Regions from separate parts of the Zea mays genome. Here region 1 is linked to region 2. A link is a contact called in public Hi-C data. All regions are on one chromosome and are shown on one strand. Each heading gives the region's core, a stretch centred on a gene start, on an enhancer-like site or on the middle of the called end of the contact. The rest is flanking DNA. Distances are from core to core; before and after follow the strand shown. Region 1 has its middle 31 kb from the start of LOC103655498. Region 2 holds the start of LOC542670 (somatic embryogenesis receptor-like kinase 3).

What was found. A called contact is a pair of places that touch in the nucleus more often than the background predicts.
Region 1: a Hi-C map of leaf shows a contact between it and region 2, with 4 times the contacts expected there. The contact joins the enhancer-like site here to the promoter of LOC542670 in region 2. A contact is called at or near these places in 2 of 25 Hi-C or Micro-C datasets (both in leaf).

The regions. Positions count from the first base shown.
Region 1 is chr4:129,706,312-129,709,011 of Zm-B73-REFERENCE-NAM-5.0, reverse strand. No RefSeq gene overlaps it. Among protein-coding and RNA genes, the nearest start is that of LOC103655498, 31 kb to the left of the region's middle. Within about 2 kb of position 1,256, at least 17 of the 20 cell types and tissues checked have an H3K27ac peak or open chromatin away from gene starts, as enhancers often do. A contact at or near this core is called in leaf, where this site is marked.
Region 2 is chr4:129,515,222-129,517,931 of Zm-B73-REFERENCE-NAM-5.0, reverse strand. It overlaps LOC542670 (somatic embryogenesis receptor-like kinase 3), which reads left to right and starts at 1,454. Exons shown (of 11, transcript NM_001319769.1): 1 at 1,454-1,688; 2 at 2,392-2,524; 3 at 2,611-2,682. The coding sequence starts at 1,604. LOC109945802 reads right to left here and starts at 1,561. Exons shown (of 2, transcript XM_020552160.1): 1 at 1,459-1,561. The coding sequence starts at 1,561.

The DNA of each region.
Region 1 (2,700 bases), core at 7-2,506, 190 kb before region 2:
TCTGCAGAGGTGGTACCCTTTACCCACAAGTCATGTTACCCATCTGCCAAGGGATCGCGACTTCCCATACACCTCTACCGAGGAGGCGAGGCAGGGTAACACTACGAGGCCTTTACAAAGTTCCACTAGCTTCAGAAAACCCGCTACAGTTTATAGGAAGCTCCAATGCAGGAATCCCTTGCAGGACCGCCATCGCAGCAAAATCCTCCCGAGGGCCTCCCTACACTGACCACTCCCCTACTGCCCTTGCCCCTTTCGGGTAAGGTAGTCCTCCACTAGCTTTCCTAATTAGTCAGCCAAGGGCGTCCCATTAAACCCTTGTGGTGGCACGTGGTTCTCAAGTTAAGCTCTATGTTCCAATTAACATTTAATGATCTTGTCATGAACATAAATAGAATAACAACATAATTGGAACATAGATGTAATGAAATATTAAACCAAAACCATATAAAGCAGTAGCAGAACTACCCAAGTGATCCAGGGGCAAACAAGGTATTCAGGATGAACAAACTAGGGTGACCTATTGGGTCCCATCAAAATTAACCTATGCAGATCATTATGATTAATCCGAACATGAGTAGGTAAAAGAAGTGATCAAGGGCACAACTTGCCTGAGACTTGAGATTCCAGGTACCAACTTGCTCTTTAGATGACACGTGTCCTCACCGCTAAACGTAGCAATACAAACATACATGGTATAGGCAAAATTAACATCACACCAAACATAAGAACAAAATACATATTAATAATCTACATATTAAAATGAGATCACTGGAACATGAATTATTAATTTTGGAGTTATGGATTTTAAGTTATGAATTTCCAAAGGTTTCATGTGGTTGATACAGGATTAATTAAGAGATAAATTTTAATGTGGCTTTCATGTCAAAACAGTGGAACTATTTGATAAACAATAATATTACAAAATTATAGGAACTGGAATGGGTTAATTTGGACTTAATATGGATTTTATATGAATTAAACGAGTTTCTGGGATTATTTATATAATAAAAAATCAATTTCCTAATCATTTATTCATTTTTACTAATTTCTGAACTGCGCACAAGATATCACAAGAGTCCAGGGGCAATAACGCAAAAGTGGCCCAGACTCAAACTATACTGCCGCGGAACTGCGGGTTGTTTTCTGGATAGTGTAAGGACTCTTTTGTAAAACGGGTCGGCTGAAGGGGTATGGGTCATCTTGTAGCCGTTGGATTTACAATCCGAGTGCTCGGATTAGATTTACCTCACTGATGAACCAGTATTGAATACGGGCCACCGGATCCGAGATCCATGGTTAAAAATCGTCCACGCCGATGATGCACTCTATCCCGTCCGATCCCAATCCGACAGACCAGATCAGGATACGCGAAAGGGGTATGCGTGTTCTCATCACAGCCGCACAACCCAGAATCCACGATCCAGCCACTGTCATCCTCCCATCCGCCCGACACCTGGGAGCAGACTCCAGCACGGGGAAAAGCTCATTGGCGCCGCCACCGTAGCACCAGCAGACAAGGAGGCACGTGGAGAGGCTAGTCTAGAGCCGGCCTTGGTGGATGCCGCCAGCGTCCCGCCCGCCGGTGAGCTTGTTTGCTCGGGCCCGGTCGAGGAGCACCATGAAGGTTCAACGCGTGGGAACGGTGCTGGCGGGGCGAAGTCGAGCAGTTTCTGGAGGTTGGTTCGGATGGTCATGGAGGAGAGGAAGTAGCGGAAGATCATGGAGCAGTCGATGGGGTCGTTCCCGAGCAGTCTGCGATGGCCCATTCGCTGGACGAGCGGGATGGTCGCGCAGGGTAGCATGACGATGGTACGGTAGATGCCCCCGTAGAGCACGGCCGTCGCGCGCGAAGATTCCCACCACCGAGAGGTTGTTGCCGTAGCGCAGGGAAGACACTGCCGGCGCCATCACCTGTTTGGTTCTTCGGCTCCCAGTGCGACGCGTCGATTGTTCCATGGACATCTCCCACGAACGGCAGCAGAACGGGAGCCACAGCGTACGCCCTCTCTCTCTCTCTTCTATCTCCCATGCGATGGCGCTTGCATGAGGATGCAGAACACAGCGTTCTTTTTTTTGGAAGAACTGGGGATTTGGAGGGATGGCTCGGCTGGTCGTATAAATACACCGAAGGTGCCGAGTTCCGGCCGAGGCGGACGTCAGTTAGGTGGTTACAACTGCTCGGGTTGTTACGATCTCTGGATTTTCTGTTGATGTCCGTTTCGCGGCACGAGATGAATAACGACGTGAGCAACAGGAGCCCCACGCGCGCTCGCTAACGTGCTGGCTTGAATTTGCATGATGACGTCACTCCTTGCATCAGCCTGACATAAGCTCCGTCTAGGTGAATAAAGAAAGTGGAAATTCATGTCTCCTATGTGGCACGTATGGAGTAGTAGTTTTATTTTTTTTTTGTTTCTCATTTTCCGATTTCAGTTTTTAAATCCTAACTTCAAATTTTTATTCTAGGTTTTAGACTTTGATAAAATTCACAACAAATAGACAAAATATCCAGCATGAGATGCAAGTATTCATTTTATTTTATTTATTCATTTATTTATTATCCTACATAAGAAAATGTTTTTGGATATGTATAGCACACATATAATTATTTTAAGACAAATAGTTTCTAGTGTATGATTACTTATTAGAATATGTTCTTATACATTTCAACAAAAGATAATTTATAGAAGAATCTTT
Region 2 (2,710 bases), core at 205-2,704:
AGATGTCTGGAGATTCGAATTATCCGTATTCATATTTGCTTGAAATGCTAATAAGGATATTTGTATTCGTATTCGATTTTAATATGGATATTAAATGGATGTATCCGAATTCGATTTCTAGTTTTTTTGTCAATCCGAATCTAGATTTGTATTCGACAAAACCGTGGAATATTCTATACTATCCATATTCAAGAAGGAAAAAGTATTCCATGAAACCATTAAAAAATATTTTTATTCCAAACTACAAATTACAAATGATTTTATTTTTCATAATATGCTAGAAAAATTATGTACACCATTTAAAGTATTAAAAATATTTATATGATAAATAAATAATTATAGTAATGTTATATTACTAGTGACATAAAATGATAAAATTAATTAATATTAAAAAATTAATTCTAAATACATTACATTATTGGGATTTTTTGAGTCCAAAATACAAATATACCTAGTATAAAAAAATATTTAGAATCCAAAATATCTAATCAACTACAACTCTTCACTTTACAATATATAGATTGATTTGTTCATTATTTTTATTTAAATTTTGGTGCACACATTCATATACTTCATTCATTTTGGAATGACATATTTAAATTTCTTAACATTTTTACTATTTTATAACAATTAAATGAATTACTAGATATCTATTTATTGAAATTGTAAAATAATATGTAAATGTGGTACATATATTTATAAACATGACATAAATTTTTATTGTTAAATACTATATTTTTATTAATGAATATGCTAATAAGGTATCTATTGCTATGATTATAATTTACTTGTAACATGATTTTTTTGTCACCTATAACAAATTAATAATCATTATAATATTATGTTCTAAGTCATGTGAGTATACGAATTCGAACTATTCATTTTATATTTTATTTGATAATATTCGTATTTATATCTATATTTAAATTAAAATATGATAAATAGTGACCATTCAAATTCATATTCGTGCATATCCAATTCGAATCATCTCTAATAATAACGAGACCGGCGTACCGAGGACCGTGTCCACGTGATTCCTGGCCCCGGTCACCTCGCCATGTCAGCAGATGCCCGCCCCGGTGGGGCCCGCGCCTCCCCCTCCCTCCTCTCCGTCCACTAGCCACTAGCTCCATCAAAGTCACCCACCCCACTCCCCGGAAGCACGCCGACCATCACCCGCGCCTGCACCTTCCGTCACAACCACTCTCTCGCTTCCAGGCGGGCCCAGGGTTTCTCTGGTCCCGCACGTCTGTCACCTGCTGTGGAGGTCACCGCGGTGGAGCGCCCCCTTCTTCCGTGAGCGTAGGCGATGGTCCCACCGCGTAGTAGAAAAACAATTTAGGTCGGGACATGCACACATACACACGCGCACAGCCGCACTCGGTTCCAGCTACAGAGAATTCGTCCAGGAAAGTAAAAAAACTCCCCCATTCGCGAGGGACAGGAGGGAGGAGTCACCGCGTGAGCTCAGGAGGAAGAGGGAGAAGGAGAGGCCGCCGGCGGCGGCGCGGCAGACCGGGAACCGCCGTGTAGCACTGGGGTGGTGGACCCGCGCGCCCATGCGTCGGTGAGGTGGTGGGGCCCGCTTGGCGCTCGAGTTGGAATGGCGGCGGCAGGGAGGTGGTGGGCGGTGGTCCTTGCGGTCGCGGTGCTGCTCTGGCCGGGCCGGGTCGTCGCCAACACCGAGGGTGAGTCCTCCTGCTTCATCTCATACGCACTAGTAATGGTTTGGATTTATCCCAAGTTTCGTTGGATTTCGTGGAAAGCGTAGAATTTTTGTCCTGTGAAGTTTCTTTCGTTATGCCATGAACTTCTCTCGTTTGGGCGTTCAGTCTTCAGTACATCTTTGAGTCTACTTCCGGTAGCGAGGCAAGAGAGACCACCAAGCATAGCCTAGTTCGTTTGTAAATGGAAATTATGGTAATATCGTCCTCCAGAACTAAGGAGTTCAATTGGATTGCTAATGTTGACTTTGAAGTGGGATTGTCTGACCGGTTCTTTCTGCTGGTGACAGAAACACTTTTTGCTAGTTCTGCGGTTGGGATGTTATTGATCATCTGTCTCCAGAGATGGAAATTGAAAAGTATAGTTTTGTAGGATGTGTCCCCATGGTCTACCATGAATAGAAGAACATCGGATACTGTAGTACTAATAACAATGGATAAGGGCATAAGGCCAACTGTAATAACTACTAATCTCTGTGATTTGTGAACTTCCCCTTTTCTTATCTTTTCTGTTTTGGAAATTTCAATCGCATTGCTTTTGCCTAGGCAGCATACTTTTTTTCTACAGATTTTGCATACAAGCTCATCACCTGTAGAATTTCTTATATGTTTGTTCATCTTAACTGGAAATATACTTGCTGCTGATCATGCTACCTTTTGTCCACAGGCGATGCTCTATACAGCCTGCGGCAGAGCTTGATAGATACGAACAATGTCTTGCAGAGTTGGGATTCCACTCTTGTTAATCCATGTACATGGTTTCACGTTACGTGTAACAGCGATAACAGTGTTATCAGAGTGTAAGTCGATGAAAAAGCTCTCATATATTCATTTCAAAGTGTTAGTGATGTTCTCCTTCTGGTTCTAAATGTCCCCACTTTCACAGTGACCTTGGAAATGCACAATTATCTGGCGTCCTAGTGCCACAGCTTGGTCAGCTGAAAAATCTCCAATATTTGTAAGTTCTGCATGTTTTGTTTTTTCTA